7 separate regions of the Mus musculus genome follow, and all the other regions are linked to region 1. The links are chromatin contacts, called in public promoter capture Hi-C maps. All regions are on one chromosome and are shown on one strand. Each heading gives the region's core, a stretch centred on a gene start, on an enhancer-like site or on the middle of the called end of the contact. The rest is flanking DNA. Distances are from core to core; before and after follow the strand shown.

Evidence for each region. Promoter capture Hi-C pulls out the DNA fragments that hold promoters and counts their contacts.
Region 2: a promoter capture Hi-C map of pre-B cells shows a contact between it and region 1. The contact joins the promoter of Uba3 here to the promoter of Kbtbd8 in region 1. A contact is called at or near these places in 14 of 39 promoter capture datasets (the 3T3-L1 cell line, 3T3-L1-derived adipocytes, the C10 cell line and 9 more), 5 of 484 Hi-C or Micro-C datasets (B cells, the Ba/F3 cell line, CD4 T cells and 2 more), 8 of 115 datasets of contacts at active chromatin or transcription factors (astrocytes, embryonic forebrain, embryonic stem cells and 3 more) and 3 of 9 other capture datasets (adipose tissue, embryonic stem cells and liver).
Region 3: a promoter capture Hi-C map of pre-B cells shows a contact between it and region 1. The contact joins the enhancer-like site here to the promoter of Kbtbd8 in region 1. A contact is called at or near these places in 5 of 39 promoter capture datasets (the 3T3-L1 cell line, the C10 cell line, liver and 2 more) and 1 of 115 datasets of contacts at active chromatin or transcription factors (large pre-B cells).
Region 4: a contact with region 1 is called in a promoter capture Hi-C map of pre-B cells, with 9 times the contacts expected there. The contact joins the promoter of Mitf here to the promoter of Kbtbd8 in region 1. A contact is called at or near these places in 1 of 39 promoter capture datasets (pre-B cells), 2 of 484 Hi-C or Micro-C datasets (CD4 T cells and regulatory T cells), 2 of 115 datasets of contacts at active chromatin or transcription factors (astrocytes and large pre-B cells) and 1 of 9 other capture datasets (adipose tissue).
Region 5: a promoter capture Hi-C map of liver shows a contact between it and region 1, with 4 times the contacts expected there. The contact joins the promoter of Mrps25 here to the promoter of Kbtbd8 in region 1. A contact is called at or near these places in 2 of 39 promoter capture datasets (liver and pre-B cells).
Region 6: a contact with region 1 is called in a promoter capture Hi-C map of pre-B cells. The contact joins the promoter of Frmd4b here to the promoter of Kbtbd8 in region 1. A contact is called at or near these places in 4 of 39 promoter capture datasets (3T3-L1-derived adipocytes, hippocampal neurons, liver and 1 more) and 1 of 9 other capture datasets (liver).
Region 7: a contact with region 1 is called in a promoter capture Hi-C map of pre-B cells, with 6 times the contacts expected there. The contact joins the enhancer-like site here to the promoter of Kbtbd8 in region 1. A contact is called at or near these places in 3 of 39 promoter capture datasets (hippocampal neurons, liver and pre-B cells), 1 of 115 datasets of contacts at active chromatin or transcription factors (large pre-B cells) and 1 of 9 other capture datasets (embryonic stem cells).

The regions. Positions count from the first base shown.
Region 1 is chr6:95,116,626-95,119,484 of GRCm38.p6, reverse strand. Kbtbd8 (kelch repeat and BTB (POZ) domain containing 8) reads right to left here and starts at 1,605. Exons shown (of 4, transcript NM_001008785.5): 1 at 1,511-1,605; 2 at 752-962. The coding sequence starts at 1,526. Kbtbd8os (kelch repeat and BTB (POZ) domain containing 8, opposite strand) reads left to right here and starts at 1,854. Exons shown (of 2, transcript NR_153843.1): 1 at 1,854-1,893.
Region 2 is chr6:97,204,198-97,207,113 of GRCm38.p6, reverse strand. Uba3 (ubiquitin-like modifier activating enzyme 3) reads left to right here and starts at 1,467. Exons shown (of 18, transcript NM_011666.3): 1 at 1,467-1,581; 2 at 1,767-1,808. The coding sequence starts at 1,562.
Region 3 is chr6:97,437,840-97,440,634 of GRCm38.p6, reverse strand. The region is part of intron 1 of Frmd4b (FERM domain containing 4B); the gene reads left to right. Among named protein-coding and RNA genes, the nearest start is that of Frmd4b, 49 kb to the left of the region's middle. Within about 2 kb of position 1,499, at least 82 of the 459 cell types and tissues checked have an H3K27ac peak or open chromatin away from gene starts, as enhancers often do. A contact at or near this core is called in pre-B cells, where this site is marked.
Region 4 is chr6:97,805,391-97,808,334 of GRCm38.p6, reverse strand. It overlaps Mitf (melanogenesis associated transcription factor), which reads right to left and starts at 1,277. Exons shown (of 10, transcript NM_001113198.1): 1 at 1,048-1,277. The coding sequence starts at 1,151.
Region 5 is chr6:92,182,559-92,185,324 of GRCm38.p6, reverse strand. Mrps25 (mitochondrial ribosomal protein S25) reads left to right here and starts at 1,302. Exons shown (of 4, transcript NM_025578.4): 1 at 1,302-1,485. The coding sequence starts at 1,352.
Region 6 is chr6:97,486,462-97,489,458 of GRCm38.p6, reverse strand. Frmd4b (FERM domain containing 4B) reads left to right here and starts at 1,639. Exons shown (of 23, transcript NM_001346637.1): 1 at 1,639-1,866. The coding sequence starts at 1,705.
Region 7 is chr6:97,462,644-97,465,558 of GRCm38.p6, reverse strand. All of the region lies in intron 1 of Frmd4b (FERM domain containing 4B), which reads left to right. Among named protein-coding and RNA genes, the nearest start is that of Frmd4b, 24 kb to the left of the region's middle. Within about 2 kb of position 1,573, at least 111 of the 459 cell types and tissues checked have an H3K27ac peak or open chromatin away from gene starts, as enhancers often do. A contact at or near this core is called in liver and pre-B cells, where this site is marked.

The DNA of each region.
Region 1 (2,859 bases), core at 356-2,855:
AAAACCGATTCCAATCATCTGTTCTTAGACTAAAAACTTAGTTTTCAGACTTGAGTTCAAATAAAACTTTCACTTTTCAACATTTTATGGCAAAAGGGACAAAAAGAGAGTTTAGAAAGCATGAACTATTTCTGGGAATCTTGGAAAGTAAGACATAAATAACCTGTATTTTATTTCACTACTCTTCACAAAACTCCATGGCATTAAAACAATCTTAAAATCCTAGTTTATTTATAAAGGAGCAAGTTCCTATGTTTTAAACTCAAAAAAAAAAAAAAAAAAAAAAAGTCCTATGTACTAAAAACCGGGGGTGGGGGGTGGGGAAACATCAGAAATATTTAAAATTCTAGATCATTTCAATGATTGATTGAAACACTGTATATCCCCGTTGCCCAGTACAGCAGCCACCAGCCACACTTAGTTGTCTGTGCACGTGACATGTTTTAGTGTCGCCACTGATTTTAATTTTAAAGCATTATAATTTTTTTCAAATGTGGCTGGCAGCATACATAGTATGAATACCTCACAAGTCCACTAACTTAAAATCCAACTATCTAAACTCTGGAATCCCACCTCAAAACAGGGGCTCATTAGTAAGACAAGCAAGACCTGTTACCTACTCTCAGAAAATAAACACCTGGTTTGCCTTTATGTATTTGTCCCAACTCAGTACCACAATCAAGTGGCTAACACTGGGTTGAAAGGGAGTCTTGTACGGATAGTAATATATAAGTTTCTACCGTCGTCATACCTGAAGTAGGGGCTGATTGCAGCAAGAACGTTTCTATGACAGGAAAATGTTTTCCCGTGATCCACTTCCACTACAATGTCTGTCAACTGTCCTTCATCGTACATTGTTTTGAGTTGCTTAAGAATACTGCAAGCATGGAAAGGATCCATGGTATCGTTGGCTGTGTCTGAAGATGGAATCCCATTCGGTGTTGGGGAAGACTTACTTAAATCTAGGAGAAAAATCGCACAACCACAAGAAGTTCGAAGCCAGTTTACGGCATCGTGGGTTTTTTTCCCCCCCACCCCGTACACAAACGTCCGTGTGTGGGCACAGGAGCGCCGACACAGGCTCTAGGAGCCGAGAGCTCAACAAGGGCGAACAAGTTCCCAGGCCGGCGCGCTCCTCCGGAGCCCGGCGAGCCCGGACCGCCGCGCTCGCGGAGGGAGCGTGTGAGGCGAGCCAGCCGAGCCGGCAGCGGCGGCGATGCGCGGGGACTCGGCTCCGGGTCGAGCGCGGGACGGAAGGCTCCCGAGGGCAGCGCGATCGAGGGCGACTGCCAGGGCACCCCTCAACCGCCTCGCGGGCGGCCGGTACCCAGACGCCCCATCTTCGCGGGCGCGCCGCCCACCGCCCTCCTCCCCATTCATCCTCGCCTCCGCGCCCGCCGTCTCTCCATCCTTCCCTCCCGCCTTAAGGCCGCCGCTTCAGGTTGTGGCCGGCGCCCGCGCTCCTGCTTCCCTCCTCCGACACTGCGGGCGGCCGCACCACGCCACCCACCTGCCGACGCGGCCATTACTACAGGGGCCCCGGCTCCGGTTATTTAAAGAGGAAATGTCATTGCGTTTCGCTCGCTCCCGGGTTCCGGCTCTGCTAAGCGTTGCCTAGCCAATGAGGGTGGCTGACCGAGTCGGCTCCTCCCCGAGCCTCAAAATACCTGGCTCTGATTGGTCAGTGCGCGATTACCAGCGCGTCGGGAAATGTAGTTTTAAGGCCCCCGTTCCCGCGTGCTCCTAGTCGGACAGAGGCCCAAGCCGAGCATTTCTATTGGCTAGCTGGGCGGAGGAGCGCCCCGAGCCCGCCAGCCTGTGCCTTGAGATGCACAGCGCCCGCTGGGAAATGTAGTCATCTGGCTGAGGCGAACTGTCACTCTGAGGAGTGAGGTAGGAAAAGCTCTTATTGAGCAAATTTCCCCGGCAAGGGCCTCTCTCCTAGTCTCGACTCCACTTTAAAAATAATTGTCTTCATACCCCAAATTCCCTATCCGTGACTAGATTCTGGTATGAAAACGCGCTCTGCACGAGGGCTATGAAACTCCGAAAAGTTGGAAATGGTCAGGAGGGCTGTTATCCAAAAATACAAAGGATATAAGACAACCCCCCCCCCCCCAACACACACACACACACCATCGATAGGTCTCTGATGAGTCACCTGTAACGCCCACTTGAAATTGCATCCCCTTAGCCACATGCCCCGCTTTTCACAGATCAACTGGGTCTGGTTACATGGCCACTCAGGACCTGAATCCACTTGGCTTGCATTTCTAGCACACCAGGAAACACCTGTCACACCGAAGAGCGCTCGAGTACTCAAGGGAGACTCGGATAATTGATTTCCCCTGGGCTTCTTGAACGTGAAGAGGGCCTCCGGCTTTCCTGTGAAGAGATGCTGGAGAGAGGCTGAGCCTGGCGCTCCTCTGGACCGTGCTCAACCCTGGCTCTTGCACAAGCTCTTCCAGCCCTTGAACCTCTCTTATAACAGCGAGCACTCGGCATTCAGTCTACTTCATAGTTTTTTGCAAGAAAGCAGGGGTTTTATTGTTGACCTATTTTTTTTTCTTCTCCTATTGTGTGTGTGTGTGTGTGTGTGTGTCTGTCTGTCTGTCTGTCTGTCTGAGTCTCTGTGTGTGTGCATTTGTATCTGTGGTTTGGTGTTTTGTTTTGTTTTGTTTTGTTTGCACGAGTGGATGTACATGTTGGGGGGCGGTGCAGGTGCACGTGGAGGCCGGAGATTGGTGTCAGAAATCCTACAACGCTGCTTTTCTACCTTATACAGTGAAGCATGGTCTCTCAATCGAAACCCAGAGATATTAACTCTCTCTCTCTCTCTCTCTCTCTCTCTCTCTCTCT
Region 2 (2,916 bases), core at 218-2,717, 2.1 Mb before region 1:
TCTTCTTCTTCTTCTTCTTCTTCTTCTTCTTCTTCTTCTTCTTCTTCTTCTTCTTCTTCTTCTTCTCCTTCTTCTGCTATTTTTGTTCTATTTCTAAGGCTCAGTTTCCTCTTCTCACTGTCTGGTTATGACTGAATTTTTAGCTCAATGTGTGCTATTGATGAAAGTAGCTGGGGGATCGTAACAGATGAGCCTTCCTTAAGGTTCAATGAGAGCAGGACAAAGTAGATTGCATGCCTCAAGTGAGTAGTAGCAGCCCCCCCGTCCCCCTTTAATGAGCACCCTAGAAGCTATATCAGGGCACTTCACTGGTTTTCAAACAGTGTGTCCACAAACCACCTCTTGTGATAAAACTCAAACCTGGCATTTGTAACCTTCAAGTAATTCCAATCAAAAACCATATTTGAGAGCCACTTAAAAATTCACTTAATTTTCAATCTTAAAATCGTGAATGTTGTTATTCTCATTTTACAAATGAGGATCTGGAAATACCCAAGGGCTCACAGTTAATAGCTGAGTAGTAAGGGTTTAAATTCAGTTCAGACTTACATATTAAATTTTTTTATCTCACTTTACTAAAAGTGATATGTTTAACACAATTATTCTTTCCTTTCTTGTCTACCAGAATCAGTCATTTACATACAATATATGACTGTGAAGAATAGAGTCAAAAATTCATTCATTTATTAACACTTTCAAGTGACAGGTTATAAATAAATCTCTATACTTTTCATACCTAATCATCTATCTTATCTATCATTCATTTATTTATCTAATATATATCTTGATGTATATATGTATAACAGATTAGTTTTCTGACAGACTGGTGTGACACTGAAGTGTCACAAAGAAAATAAGACTCTTCACCCTATGTCTATTTAATGCTTTAAACTTCATGCCCATAAAAGCAAGGGTTTTGAATCTTCCTGATATATGGAAAACGGAAATTTCTTTCACCAATTTTCCCGGAGAAAAGCACTGGCATATTGGGGTGGCTATTTTAGTTTTTAAATAGAATATATGAACATTTTATGCAATTATGTGTCAACGTATAAGTGTATAAATAAGTAACATATCTAAGTTCATGTGGCATAGCAACATTATAGATGGTATAATATTAAGTAGGCACAATTAATCAAAGATTTTAAATACACTGGGAAATGCTTGCAAAGCCTAAGGGGACCTAAGCAGCCTATTTAGCCACTGCTTCCCGCTGTTCAACTAGCTTTCCCAGACGCTCCCGCCCCTCCCTCTCGTCCCCTGAAGCCGCGCCTCTAGTACTGGCTCCGCCTTCGCTCCTCCTTCTAATAGCCCAGTCTCAAAGCACTGGACCCCGCCCCTCCGCGCCTGCTCAGTTTTTCCCTCCTAAAGCCTCGGAACCCAAACCCCAGCTCCGCCTCTCCGTTTGAAGCCCCGCCCCGCCGCGCCCCCTCACTTTCTTACCTGAAGCTCCTCCCCTCCTCCCTGGCTCGGCTCTCCCTCCTTCCATTCACCTGCAGTCCCGCCCCTCCCGGGCGGACCCGCTCGGCGCGAGGGCCTCTGGGAAGAGGCGGGGAACAATATGGCGGATGGCGAGGAGCCGTAAGTATCGGGATTTTGCCGGAGCGCCGAGTTGGGCTGGGTTGTGAGAGAGCGCGGCGGTGGGCAGTCACCGCTGCCAGCCGGGGGTCCCCCAACCCCTTCCCCGTCCCCTCGCCCCCCATACCCTTGCGGCGCCCTCTTTGGAGCTTGATGCTGACCCTTCTTTTATTCTCTCTTTCTTTTAGGGAGAAGAAAAGAAGGAGAATAGAGGAGCTGCTGGCTGAGAAGTTAGTGCTGCTGGGAGGCCGGGGTCCTCTCCGGAGACCCCCGCCTCCCCCTAATCCCAGGCCTAGGGGACCAGCCGCAGCGGGCCCGAGGGTGCTGGGAGGGGGTCACCTGGAGCAGGCCGCGCGTCCTCACCCCTGACCCCGTCCCCAGCTCGAGCCACCGGCCGGCTGCTCCCTGGCTATGCTCCTGCAAAAGCCACCCGGTACTCCCCTCTTCCTCCAACCCAAATTGTCAGAGCTGTGACCTTGTGGCAAGTGAATCCAATCTAAATCTAAATGGACACGAGGCCTGTTTTGGGTCCTTGATGAACACTGAGACAATAGTACACATAAACTTTTTATGAACACTCCGTGAATCAGGAATTGTGTTAAAACTTGTCATTTTTGCAAGGTAATTGGGTCTTAAAGGACACGGCAACTCACTTGCTCTCTCATTTACCACACAACCTGTATTAAATACTTAGTTTTTTTTGATGCCGCAGACTTTAAAATTCTTTTCATATGGCCAATCCTACGTGATTCCTCTCCCCGCCCTCCGTGGGAAGGGGGAAAAAATACTCGTGTATTGGGTGTGGTGATTCATAATTTCTGTGTCAGCTCTCAGTAGTACTTTGGTCTTTTCCATGCCCCTCCCTATGGGTGAATTTCAAATGCAAGGGCTCACCCTTTCTCACCGCTTAATTCCCAACTCAGCACGAAATAACAAAGTTTGAGCGCTTGCTGTCTGCCAAGAGCAGCCCCTAAGTTCAATACCTGATGATCTCTTTACCTCATGACCATCAGAAGTAGTTGCAGTCTACAGCTGAAGTTTCTGACAGTTAAGGAATCTTCTCAAAGCTAGAGTGTGCTTGGTTATGGCGTGAGACCCAGCATTGCATCAGAACATCAGCTATGCAATGTATGTTAGTCCCTTTTGTAAACAATTGAAATCACTAATATATTTGAAGGTAGAAACTTTGGGGTTACAGGAAAGTTATCACAACCAAACATGAATGAATCTGTGGTTATAAAGTGCATTTGAGTGTTTTGTTTTGTTTTTTAGAGAAGTCCCACTTTATTAGTTGCATGTTCTCAAAGATTTCTTGATGGTAAATAAATGCCTATCTGT
Region 3 (2,795 bases), core at 250-2,749, 2.3 Mb before region 1:
TTTTAGTAAGCTGTGGCTTGGAGGTGGCTGTGTACATCTTAGTTTCTGGGATTTAATTGCTATCACACGGCACATCCTAAAGCAACCTGTGCATTTCGTTGCTCTTATGTATGTTCTTAAAGTACGTTAGACGTGTGCTTTAAATGTTACTATTTGGCCTGCATGAGGCAGTCACTGCGTTCTCAGGCACTGCTGTCATTGGTCCCATCACACAGCCTCTCGAAAAGGGCTCCTGCTCCCGTCCTTCCCCTGCTGCTTGATAATTTTATTTAGTTTGTTTGTTTGTAGAGGGGAAGACTAGTCTCGTCTTCTCCTAACCTGTGGTCGCCCAGCTTTTATTTTGTTTCATTTCGCTAACATTTAATTCCATGATAAAACTTCAGAGGGACTCCACAAACCCGGCTAAAATCAGAGCCTACATAGCAACAAGACAAGACATGTTCATGACTGCGTGCTGGTAGCTTCTAGGCTGAGAGGGGTGTTTCTTCTGTGACGATATGAGGCCTGGGTCTTGAGATTCAAGTTTCTGTGGACTGGGGCAGTAGTGGACTGGGAGTGCACTAGCCTAGTGAGTGAAAGGCCCTGGGTTCCATCTCCAGTACAAACACGCAAGCAGGAAAGAAATGAGGCAAGGGGTGGGAAAGGTTATTTTTTCCAAAAGCCCAAATGAACTGAACTTTTCACAATTTGGTAAACTTTTCTAAATCCTTTGTCCCTGGTATATTTTCTACCAACTAATTTGAGACAGGCCAGGACTCTGGTTCTAACACAGTCCGTTTTTACTAATTGTGAGTCCCCTGAGGACTTCTTTAGACTGTGTTTGAACATGGATTGCAAAGAGCAGAGAGACTGATAGACACCAATCAGAGGTTTGAATGGAGTTGAGGAATGGATGCAGAGCCGGGTGCTCAGAATAGGGGCTGAGAGGGTTTGGGGACCTCTAAGGTTTATCTGTGTTTCCTTGTGACATACAGAATCCGTTTGCCCTGCAGAGGCTCAGAGTCAGGCTTGCTGGGCTTGTTATTCGGGCACTAAGCGGTGGCCTGCGTGTCTGTTCATCACAAGCACAGCCATTCATCTGGAAAAGCCCTTCCCCGGACAGCCCATGTCGTTACTTTTTAAAATTCTTGAAAGCCGCTCTGCCCCCGCCTCTCCCTATTGGCTGTTTTTCTCAGGAAAGGAGAAAACCGTTGGCAGAACTATTATAAGTTTCCAGACCACAGGCTGTCTGCTTCTCACATAAGCCCAACGCCAGAATTTCCACTTTCTCCAACTCCACTGTGGAGGGCGGCTAACCTGTGCTGCAGACCTGCCACAGCGCATCTTGGTTACACCCTGGTTATACGTTGGTGACTTTTCCTGTTTCCAGCATTTGTGCCTTCCTCGTCTTTTTCTTCTCTTTCTTTTTTCCTTTTTGGACTCATTGATACTGTACCACAATGTCTAAAAATACTGCCTAACCACTGGTCTTCAAGAAAGAGGAAGTAACTGCAGAAATAACCCGAGGGACTCTGTGGCCATGAACTCGACAGTGTTCTCTGGGCCCTCGGGAGGGACTGGTTGCAGAAGCACCTTCAGACCATTTCCAGGGAGAAGATGTGGTTCCCACCACACTTCCATCTGTGCAGTTACAACCCCAGCCTTGGCCCTTTCCTGTCATCTGGTGAGCCCCTGGTTGAGTTGACTCAGCCTCTCATTACCTGTTGGGAACTCAATGAGTTATTCTCAAACTCTTGAGGGTCCAGTTTCAACCATAAAAGAGAAAGTTGAAACTGTTTATTTCATGGGGTGCTTGTGAGAACACAGTACATGATAAACGTACATGATGTAGGTAGGCCTGGGGAGCGTACTTGAGCCTGACTTTGATCCCCACAACACTTTATATATATATATATATATATATATATATATATATATATATATATATATATATAAAAGCCATGCATGGGCTGAGCATAATGATGCACACCTTTAATCCCAGCACTCTGTACTACAGAGACAGAAACTAGTAGTTCTCTGTGAGTTCAAGGACAATCTGGTCTACATAGTGAGTGCAAGGACTCCACAGAGAGACCCTGTCTCAAACAAAACAACAGCAAGCAGGACAAAACATGTATGCCAACCCTTACTTGTGATCCCAGGGCTAGGGAGACAGAGATGGGTGGAACCTTTGGACTTGCTGGCCCAGCAGCCTAGCCTAACCTGGATACTCCAGGACAGTGAGAGACTGTCTCAAAAAACCAAGGTGGACAGCACCTGAAGAACTATGCTTAGCCCTTGTCCTCCCTCTGCGAACACCCATGGGCACATGTACCCACACTCTCACATACAAAGAATCATGGTGTAAAATTGTGTGTGTCTATGTGGCCCGAAAGTGAGACCGAAACAGTCTAGGGACCCAAGTGAACTAGTGAGGGGGTGGATAGGGAAGGAAATGGGGAAGGGGCATGCACTCAAAGCGCATCATATGCTTGCATGAAAACGACCTTATGAAAGCCAGTACCATATACAACAAATACTCCACTTTAAAAACATTATTTTAAGGGAGGATCTGGTGGGAGGAGTGGGGAGAAGGGAAAGAGTATTGTTCAAATTATGTTGCATGATATTCTCAAATAATAAATAGAAACATTAAATACCTATCAAGTAGGTAAATAAACACACTTGATAAAAATAATCTATCTGCATATGTTAGTTTCTTTTCTGTGTGTGTCTGAGAGTTAAGAAGCTCAACTCTGAATGGTCACAATCATACAAAAACCAAGAGCTGGACAACAGCCTTCGCTGACTTCAGG
Region 4 (2,944 bases), core at 28-2,527, 2.7 Mb before region 1:
CTATCCCCCTCTCTGTAAACATGACAAATAAGAAGCACTTCAAGGGTCCAGAGGGACCAAAGAGAGTGATAACCGATTCTGCCAGGCAAGTAGCAATGGAGGGTGGCGTGAGGGATTAGGATACTGCAGAGGTACTGAAGAGTTGGGAGGCACCAGACTAGAGAACATCTTCACTCTAGGCCCAAAGTTCTTGAAGCGCCTGGAGAATTAAATGTGTGTAGGTGCCAAGAGAGCATTCCCAACCACCACAGACCTCTAAGGTAGTTTGTTTGTTTGTTTCTTTCTTTCTTTCTTTCTTTCTTTCTTTCTTTCTTTCTTTCTTTCTCTCTTTCCTTCCTTCCTTCCTTCCTTCCTTCCTTCCTTCCTTCCTTCCTTCTTGCATTTGTAAAGACTTCTATTCCAGACAGCTTGCCCAGCTTGAGAGACACGCCCACCCACAACCTCCTCCCCTCCTTTTATTCACCCCCCCCCCCCACACACACACACACACCTCCTCGGTGCTGTCCTGTGGCAGGTGAAAGGTGAAGCTCAGGTGAACTTCACCTAGAGGCCTCTCTGAGTAGTATCTCCCAGAGGGGCTGGTCTACAAGGGAAGACCTCCAGGCCAGTTCATCGCTGCCCTGGAGCATCAGATCCCCCTCTCCTGAGCCCCTCAGCCTGCTAGGGAGCTTCAGAAAAATTGCTCTTGGTAGCACCAGATCACAGTCCCTGTCCGGTGCTCCTCCTACCCCACCTCGCGCCGGGTACCGCCCCAGCCCCCATCTAGCTCAGCAGCTGGCATCTGCAGCCGAGGGTCCCCACGTCTGGATGAGCCATCCCAAGAGACTCGCGGTGTCCCCAAAATGCCACTGTCAGATACCCTGGGATGCAAGCAAGTCGTCTGTAAGCGGGACCCTAAATGCCAGGGGCCAGGTCGCCCTGTACCCCAAGGCAAGGGCACGGGGTCCTTGTCCTAGAGCTATCCAGACTGACTGTTCTCCTCCCAGGGTAGCAGGCGCGGGGCCCATGGGCCTCCTGCCGCGCCTCCCTCCAGCTGTCACCACTCACCTGCTCTTCAGAGGTTGACTTTTGAGTTCGTAATAGGTTTTGGGTTCTTCGTGAAACTCCTCCCCGACTTCGAAATCCGCCACGATTCCCGATTCGGACTGCATGACTCCCTCTTGCCCGCCTTCCACTGCTTGGGACTTGGACCAGAACCCGGGCACCTGAGAAAGATGGGGGGCCTCGGGTACCCCAAGCCGCGCGCCCCGCGCAGTGCCCCACTCAGCCCGCTAGCCGGCCGCCCGCCCCGGCGCGGTGAGTTTACTCTCACACCAGAGCGGGAGGGGCTGAGCCCGGTGCGCCCTGGGATTTGTGGTTCCGCCTGGGCAGAGCACACCAGCTCTCCAGGATATCAGCTTCCGCAAAAACTACAACTCCCAGAAGGTCAAACCGGGGAGAGACAACGTGGTGTACACGGATAGTGCAAGTCCTGTTTGGATTCCTTGTCAATGTCAGCAGCTCCTCTCCGTGTCTCTCCGGTTTGCTTCAAGGATACAGACCTGGCTGTTTAATATTAATAAGAACAACTCAGCCTGGGCTTCTACTGTCCCTCCTGGTTTAGACATCTGCGAGGACACGCCGAGCGTTCATTTAAAAAATAAAACACTAAGGGGTTTTGAAACTAGAAAGTTTCGGTCAGAGTTAAAACCCATTTTTAAAATAAAAGGACTTTCTATTAGCCCCCGAGCTCTTCTGGACTGCAGCGACACATCATTTTGTCCTCTATTGAAACAGAGTGTTGGAAACTTCACTTTTATAATGAAAGCATTATTGGAGGAGTTGTTCTTGTGCGTTCTTTTTCTGGAACTCAGTATAAGCTCCCACAATACTCTTCATCAGTTGAAAGGCTCCTTTCCTTTTATCCAATTAGTCACCTCTAATCTAAAGCAGCACTTGAAGGATTCAGTTAATTTTAAAAGACATCAAGTTACCAAACAGCTTCACCACCACCACCACCGTCTGCTTTCAATTTCTCAGTTGGCTGGGAGTTCAGATGAGATTGTCCTAACATTGCAAGCCGGTGCAGCTTCAAGGTACTCGGCTAGGTGATGTATTAAATGACCGCACTTTAGCTCATTTGTATGTTCAGACCTGTCTTCTGGTTAGTTCCAGCAGGACTCTTCATGTTGTATAAAACATCAACGAGTGCTTTGAGACATTGGAGTTAAGGGTGGCATTTTAAGATGGCAGAAATTCCTAGTTCTTCTAAGAAATCCTGTGTAATCTTAGACATGTCCATTGGATTCCTAGAAGCCTTAATTTCCTCATCTATGAAAGAAGAGATTAGGAAACCTATTTGAGATGGTGTTGCAAGGTCAAAAGTAAGGAAAGAATTACTTGCAATTTGTATACACTAGGGGCAGGCAAAATGGCTCAGTCGGTAAATTTACTTATTTGCAAACATGACAACCTGCAATTGGTCCTCAGGACACACATGACTGAAGAATGGAACTATTAACTACTGCAATCTGTCTCCTGACAGCTGAATGCAGGTGCAGGTACACATAATACATACATAGAATTTTTTAAAAGCTGCTCAGTGATGATTAATTTTGGCTTTCTTTTGTGTATCTTGGAGGCATTCTTGGCAAGCTTGCATCTCTTCTGTGTATTTTTCACTTTCAGGAGTTGATAAACTAAATGATGATCCTAAAAGGTCTACACTGATGGTTGGGCATCTCCTTGGAGTTACCCACTCCTATATCTTGCCTCACAGTATAGCTTTTTCTTTTTTAATTTTATATCAGAAAGATCATGAATAGGAGTGGTGAGTGAGAACTGGAAAATGTATACATCGTTGAGGTAGCAATAACCAACATTTTGTAGCTGAATATTGTTCTTAAAATACTTCGGGGGTCCTTTCCTATAGCAATAGCATGGCAGGATATCTGAAATCACCCTG
Region 5 (2,766 bases), core at 53-2,552, 2.9 Mb after region 1:
GAAGCTTACCTTCCTCTTCAGACATGTAGTTATAGCTGAAGCTTATTAGTGATGTGTTCACATATATGCAGGCAAAACACTCATACATAGGGGCTGGAGAGATGGCTCAGTGGTTTAGAGCACTGACTGTTCTTCCAGAGGTCCTGAGTTCAATTCCCAGAACCCACATAGTGGCTCACAACCATCTGTAATGGAATCCGATGCCCTCTTCTGGTGTGTCTGAAGACAGCTACAGTGTACTCATAAATAAAATTAATAAATCTTTTAAAAAATATAGACATAAAGTAAAAAAAAAAAAACTAAAACAATTTACAATTTGGTAGCTGGGGAGATGGCTCGGTGGGTAAGAGTACTTGAGGGTCTGAGTTCTGATCCCAGGATCCATGTAAAAATCTAGGTGAGATCATCTGTGCCTGTAACCCCAGAAGTGTGGGTTACAATCCCAATTGCTGGAGCTTACTAAGAGAACAGAAACACAGCAGGACACTTTTCCCCCAGCCTTCATGTGTGCACAGGACATGTCTAGAATTGTTGGATTATTTGAGCAGAGGAAAGAACACTTAAGTTTTGAAAAAAAAATACTAGAATAAAAGATTAACAGATGAAAAATGCTCTAATGGGCTTATCAGTAGACAGTTCATCTATGAAGCCTGGGAAGTCAGTTGAAAATTTACATAATTACAAAGGGAAAAAATCTTGAGAATCCTATAGAAAAATTAATTTCAGCCATAAACAGCGATTAAAAATTACAGTGGGGCTGGAAAAATGGCTTAGCAGTTCAGTGCACTTGCTGCTCTTTTAGAGGTCCCACATGGCAGTTCACAGCTCTGTAAGGTCAATTTCAGGGGACCCAACGCCCTCTTCCAGCCTCTGCGGGCACTGCGTGTATGTGGTGCACAGCCACAACACACAAGCAAAACAGTAAGGTAAAAATAAATCCTAAAAAAAAAAATGCAGCGCAGAGTGACATGTTGATTGTTGACTTGTCATATCTGTCACAACCACTCTTAACAAGCGAACGACCCCCTCCTCTAAGCAGAGTCCTTTGAGGCAGACCCTGACGCGCCAGAGCAAGCCACTCTTTCCTCCTTTGCAAATAAGTTTTCCCTTTGAATCAACAGCGACTTTTCCGTCAAGCTCTTCACTTCAGAACTGGAGATCTTGGGAGAAGATAATTGGTTTCTGTGAAGACAAAAACGACAGGTTGATTCCCAACGCTGAGGCGGCTGCGAGCCCGGGCCCAAACTACGAGTCCCAGGCTGCCCCGCGGCCGCGCTGGCCGCCGGGAAGTGCCTCCCAAGATTCCCGGAGCCGCGCTGGTCCGCGGCTTGAGGAGTTCCTGACTTCCACCATGCCGATGAAGGGTCGCTTCCCGATCCGCCGTACGCTGCAGTACCTGGGTCGCGGGGACGTGGTATTCAAGGAGTCTGTGAAGATCATGACCGTGAACTACAACACGTATGGGGAACTGGGCGAAGGCGCCAGGTCAGTGTGGGTCACAGCCCTCGGGGTTCAGTGAAAGAAGCTGAGGCAGTGGAGGGCATCCCGACTGATCCCCGATAGAAACCCGAGTGCTCCTCCACCGGAGGGATGGGTTGCGGCTGGAAGGCTGGCCCCTTGTGCGAGGCTGTGGCGCGGGGAACGCCTTGGGAGCGGAGTAGTAAGTTTCCGCACCTGTGCACAGCATGGCTTGCTGCTGCTTAGGACACTTGATGAATGAAAGGTTTCATTGACCCGTTTATCATCTCTGAGCAATGCTTTGGACCCTTCCGAACTTACTGCACATTTATTGAGCGCCCAAAACGCTGGGTTCAGTACTGGGATTTTCCACAGTACGGGATAAACATGACTGTAGATAGAAGTGGATTTGTAGAACGGATCAGAAAGAGAGAAGAGAATAATTTTCAAGGTGGAGAGTGGCCCCTGTGGCAAAGACCTTGACTTCATGAGAGCCAGAAGCCGCCTTCAAGCCATTTTCTCTGGTCAAGTTGACCCCCAAGACCTAAGATTTGCTAGCCTGGGATCTGCTGGGGTGAGGGCTCTCTGGAACCCTCTCGGTGGACCAGAGGGTTCGGGCTCTACTCCCCACTTGTCAGGAGTTTATGCATATGCAAAGGCCTCTTAACTAGTTGTATGACCTTGGGATCACACAAGTTCTCTCAACTTCTGACAGCATTTTTCCTAGGCGGAACACCACAACATCAGTGTGTTGGTGGTGGTGTGGGGTTGCTGGAGAATAAAGTGCCTGGCAGAGTGCAACAGGTGCTGACCTTGTGCCCATTTGATCCAGTAGGTGCATCTATATCTATCTGGTTTGTGGGCACAAGGCTCTGTGCTTTGGGATGGGAAGACAGAGACTTGCTGACAAGTTCTGCCTTCAAGCTTTTGGGTGGTGTGCTGTGGAGCTTTCAGGGCAGTGTTTCCTCCCCAGAAGCAGTTCTTTCACTTTTTCAAGTTTTGTGTTGATGTAATTACTTAAAGGTCTCCACCCCACCCGACCCTGTGTTTGTGTATGTGTGGATACATTAGCATTCAACCAAAGATAATGTTTCTAAGGAGCTGGCTGACTTGGTTTCTTTTTGAAATAGGGTCTCTCAGCCTGGGCTTCATGGATTCAGCTAGGCTGGTCAGTAAGCCTGGAGCCAGCAAGCAAGGGCTCACACCTGGCCTTTTACCTCTCTCTCTCTCTCTCTCTCTCTCTCTCTCTGTCTGTCTGTCTCTCTCTGTGTGTGTGTGTTTTGTATGTCATGAGAGTTTATTTACACC
Region 6 (2,997 bases), core at 390-2,889, 2.4 Mb before region 1:
GAATTAAGACGCTAAGGGCACATTTGAAACCTGAAATGAAACTGACTGACTGGCAGATAATCTGTCCCGAGGCCTCTGGAGCTAGTTCGGAAGAAAAGCTTTGGCATCTCACCTCTCAGCCACTTAATAGCAAAGACAATAGCACAGGTGTGAGTCGACCAATGAAATGCTCACCATTGTCCAACAAGGTAGATTCAGAGAGAAATACCTCCATCCTGAAATCTGGGGCAGTAGGTTGTTTATCTCTTCCTCCTCCTCCGCCTCCTCCTCATCATCATGTATTAATTATATAATAATGGGCTTCAGGACACTTTCACACATGGATAATGTCATTTGATCATAATCATCCCATTGCCTTCTCTTGACTCCGCCCCTTGATGCTGGGCCCCTCCCTCTCGTGTAGAGACGTCTGTGTACACGTGATCCAGTGAGTGTAATTAGGATTGCTTCCCAGCTGCAGTGAGCTTGCTCTGGAAATGGGATGGGATTCTGGGGACTGCAATGTGCAAACATTCTCAAGGAAAAATACAGACTCGGGTGTGTGGGACTTCTTAGATTCCCTTTTCAAACTCCTTAGAGACTTATCATTCCCTGTGGAGACCTTAAAAAGCACGAATTGTCCCAGGGCTTCTGGAGCTGAGGACGAGTTTTTATTTTTCTATTCATGTACTTATTTCGTATTTATTTTTGAGCAGTGAGCTCCCCCGTCGGATGTGTGATGCCATCTGTGGCCCGGTATATCCTGAGGTAGAATTTTGTACAAACTGACCAGGGATCCTCTCTCGAAGCTTCTGGTTCCTAGGGAGTCTTAACTGAATGCTGTTTGCCAGAGGATCAAAGAAGCCTTGTTTTTCTTCTGAGCCCACAGCTGCCCTGAAACTGGCCTCACGAGGGTATCAGGGAACCTGCTTTGCTGGTGGCCAAGGCAGGCTGGCATTTTCTTGGAGACCTTCAAGTTAGGAGCAAAGAGAGGCTGGAGGCGCGTACACACTGTTGCTTTGAGGCTCTTCATCTGGTTTCAGCAGAGCCAAGAAAACACGCACAATTCTCTCGGGAGTGAGATCTAAAGGGAGATGCTGCAGGATTTTTTTTTTCTTCCCGGTCTTCTGCTTCTATAGCTTCCCCAGAGGTGTTTATCACTGAGGTGTGGACAGAGCAAGATGCAAGGCAGAGCGACCTTAAAGAGTAAAATACAGGTGTCCCGGGGCTAGGTCTAGGTGTGTGATTGTGTGTCTGTGTGTGTCTCTCTCTCTCTCTCTCTCTCTCTCTCTGTGTGTGTGTGTGTGTGTGTGTGTGTGTGTGTGTGTGTGTGTGCAAGCGCGCTGAAATGCAGCTCCCTACTAGGCTTGCAAAGAGTTGCTGGGCTTTGCCTGCGGCCCTGTGCCCAGGAGCAGCTCAGCGGGGAGTCCTCACTGGCCAGGGCTTCCCGCGCCCAGGGAGCACCCAGGGCTGGCCTGGCGGAGCTTAGGAAGCTGGCGCTGGGTGGGGGCGGGCGGGGTGACACAGCCTCCGTGCCAGTCGCAGCCGTTGGCTGGCGGGCACCCAATCCCCGGGCATGCCGCCCCAACCTGGCCGGGACACACAGTGAAAGGCGAGTTCAGTGGCAGATCTGACCCCCCACCCCCCACCCCCGGGGCTGTCAGCTACAGCAGAGCGTGGCGAGCCCAGGATCGCGGAATCCAGGCTCCGAGGGAAAGCAGCGGCATGGCTTCGGTGTTCATGTGCGGAGTGGAGGACCTGCTGTTCAGCGGCAGCCGCTTCGTGTGGAACTTGACCGTGTCCACGCTGCGGAGATGGTACACCGAGAGGCTGCGGGCTTGCCACCAGGTGCTGCGGACGTGGTGCGGGCTGCGGGATGTGTACCAGGTGAGCCCAGGAGCTGGCGCCCTGGGGCCATTGCGGGGATGCCCGGCGCTCAACTGAGGACCGGTCCACCTGTATGATTTCATAACCTCAGGCTTCCCATATCTTTGTTTTCAACTCCTCGCGGGGAGCTTAGCGCTTGGGTCAAGCCCTCAGCAGCTCTAGCTAACTGTGGCTTGATAATTTTTTTTTTTCAGTTGGGCATGGGGGCACTTGGGAGTTATCCGCTCCCCCACCCCACCCCAAGCAAACATATATTATAACGTGATGGAGGTTCCTGCTGGCACTAGTAAAGGGGCTTATAGCCTTTGCAACACGTCGTTTGTGGAAAGCGACTTTGAGGTTGAGAGGATTATTTCTGTTTTATTTCATTTCATTTCATTGGAGGTGGCCATTTCGGAAGCTATGATTTCCCGTCATTGCTTGCTGTCAGAGCATGTCTTAGTGAATTTGTCTTCTTCCTTCTTGATTTTATTGCACTTTTCCACCAGGCAGCCCCTGCTTCCAGGGCACAGCCAGGAAAAGCTGATTCTGTGTTGCCTGGCTTTGGGACGGAAGGACAGCGGCGGATTGGGAGCACTTTGTGGGAGGCTGACAGGCTAGGGAAGGGAAGGGTGGCTTGGCTGAGCGCTGGAATGCTTACACTTGGATTTAATCTGTCGCACAACACAGCCTCTTTATTGCTTTGCTGGCTGGCCCCATCTTGCAGGCAAAATCTGCAGCAACTTTGCCCAATGAGGAGACCATTCATCCTCTCTGGGATTGCAACTTGCCTGGATTTTTGTGAACAGTAGTAAATGGATATAAAAGTACTCTGACTGGGAGATGGATACCTTTAAGATAAAAGAATAAAAACTGCATTGTTGAATTATGAAGATTCATACCTGGGCTTCTTTCCTGGGGATAGTTTGTTACAGTTCTCTGAATTCCTTACACATAACCTGACCCTATTCCTAATAGGGCTGAACTATATCTGTCATAGAGTGTCCCATATGCGACTCTAGCTTTGATTTTTGAAAAGTCATAGTCTTCCATCAACCAGATAGAATAAAAGCCAACTAAGGACAGACTACAAGAGTTCTCAGGAATGAATGTTCCCTTGCTATTCTTGTTTATACACACACACACACACAC
Region 7 (2,915 bases), core at 324-2,823, 2.3 Mb before region 1:
ATGTGGGCCTGTGTCAAACTATGGTTTCTGTTTTTGGATATTATGTCCAACAAAGTGGGTTTGGGGAGGAGTGAGGCCACCCATGGTAGTATACACCCTTAATCCCAGCACATTCTGTAGGCAAAGACAGACAGATCTCTGTGAGGTCAAAGCCAGTGTTTCTACATAGATAGTTCCAGAATAGCTAGGGCTTATATAGAGAGATAGAGAGACCCTGACTCAGACAGAGAAGAAGAGGGAGACGGAGATGTAAGGCGAGAAGGAGAGGGAAAGAATTGGAAACAGATGCAGTCAAATACATTTATAATCCTAGTACTCCAGAGGCTGGGGCAGGGTAGTCATGAGTTTGAGGCCAAGTTGTACTACATAGTGAGACCTTGACCCAAAAATAAGCAAATAAGGAACATTATCAATCAATTGGAAATCTGAACTCTTAACAGATATGTGAAGATAGTGAGATTTTTTTTCTTTTAGTTATCTGGGTTTATATTTAAAAACAATGTCATGATCTTTTATATTGAAATCTTTACAGACAAAATTACCCAGAGTTGTAGATTTGGTTTACAATGACCCAGAGGACAGAAAGGAGGGAATAATAAAGAGAGTGGCTCTTAACCTTTCTAATGCTGTGACCCTTTAACACAGTTTCTCATGTTGTGGTGACCCCCGCCCCCGCCATAGAATTATTTCATTGCTACTTCATAACTGTAATTTTGCCCTATGAAGCGTACTGTAAGCATCTGATAGGCAGGATATCTGCTATATGACCCTGCGGGGGTCGAGAGCCACAGATTTGAGAACTACTGATTTAGATGTCTCAAGAGTGGCCAGATTAAAAGGTGTGTGCAGAAACGGATACAGTGAGTGATGCCAGTTCAGCCACTGTGTGTACCCTAAATAAAGTCTTCCTTCGTTAAAAAAAAATCATTTTAGATAGGAGTAACTCTAACTTAAGGCTAGCCTGGCTATATAGAGAAGACCCCTGTGTCAGAAGTAGAGGAGGAAGAGGAGGAGGAGAGGGGAGAGGAGGAGGGGTAGGAGAAAGAGGAGGGGATAGTTTTTTTTTTTCAAAGCACTGCAAATGGGCAGAGAAAGGGGAAACCGAAACAGAACAAAAAAAATCAGATTCTGCAGAAAGCCAGGAAGGAAGTGAGATTGAAGGCTGCGTGGAAGGTCATGCCACTTTCTTCGCATTGTCTGTGCAACCTCTGTGAAAGTCCCTGCTTGGGAATCCGGACCCTGGGTGCAGAGTCCGTTTTCTTACCCCCAGCTGGGAGGCTCCTAGCACTGAGTGCTCTGGGTCTCTGTCCCTGTGTGTGAAGTGGACTTCAAACACGGTGTTCAAAGGCCTCTTTGTCTTTATTTTTCCAAACATGAGGAAGTTATTAGATTTTACAGTTTGTGTCCAGTGCCGCACGTGCCTTTGGCCTCTTGCTGTAAGACAGTCCTGAGAAGCCCGGATGCCTGCCGCTCTCCCCCAAGCTTTTCACCTCGGCTTTTCCATTTGTGGTTAAGAAAGCAAGAACCCGCCCTGTGCAAGAAAGTTCCCTCTTTTTCTGCCTGGAGGAGAACATGAGTAACAGATTTTTCCATCGGAGCTGTTTTTCCTGGACACGGCGTACTGTCCAGTCCAACGGTTGTAGCATGTGATCGCAGGGAGACCTTAAATAAACTTTCAGTGTTATCAGCCCCAGTTTTAGGAACTTATGAATTCATTTTCTGTAGTTGGTGATTTTCCTTTTTAAACAGAAGTTCTTTTTCATTCAGTAGCTGCTGAGAGCTTCCCAGGTGCCATACTGCGTAGCCCTGAGCATAGTAGACACGCTTTATGCTCAGCCCACGTCCCTGCAAGCAGCTGCCTTGGGCAGGGTCCTTGGCCCTCATTTTTATCATGACTTGTGGTCATAGTCCTTGCCTCTCCTGCTCAGCACAATGCCAGGCAGAGAGTCCCTATGCAAAAGGAAAACACACAACTCCTTATTCAACAAGAGTCAAGCATGGCAGGACCTGTAACTCCCATATTTGGGAGGCAGAGGGAGGGAGGGTCACGTGTTCAAGACAAGACGTTTGAGACTCTGTCTCAAAAATACAAGGGCTGGAGATGTACTTGACAAGTAGAACATTTGCCCAGCCAACACACAGCCCTTAGTTTGAGCCCAATCAACACAAAATAATAACAATAGTATTAAGAAGTGTAATGGAAAAAAAAGAAGAAGAAGAAGAAGAAGTATAATGGCTGGGTGGTAGTGGAGCATGCCTTTGATTCCAGCACTTAGGAAGCAGAGACAGTCAGATCTCTAAGTTCAAGTTCAGCCTGGTCTACAGAGTGAAGTCCAGGATAGCCAGAGCTACACAGAGAAACTATCTCAAAGGGGGGAAAAGAGCCGTGGTAAAGAAGAAACACATCAAGCATGAGGTCCTAATGAGTCTGGGATCCTGTGCAACCACAATGCTAATCTGAACACCCATAATACCAGCTCTGGTGCCTGGCACCTTGTGAAGAACCAATGTCATAGTCCTTGTCATGAACGAAAACTTAAGAAATGAGCACTCCACGTGGTTGTCGATTGCCATCAATGAAGAACAGAAGACAGTATGTATGGAAGAGATGCTTGTCCCAGACAGTCAGGTTTCAGATCCGGTGGCTGCTTCTCTCCTCCAGGGCCACAAAGTCCAATCAGTTGAGGCTTGGACCATGATGTTTTCCAAGCTGATTTCTGATTTCCCTACAGCACCCCTGTGTGTGTGTGTGTGTGTGTGTGTGTGTGTGTGTGTGTGTGTGTGTGTGTTTGCTGCCTGAGCACATTTGAACTGAACCAAACACATTCTTGGGACTGAAATCTGAAGGGAAGTACTCCTCTCTTTACTGCAAAGCTTGCTGCCATTTAGGAGTGCAGCTCATCACTTAGTTATGG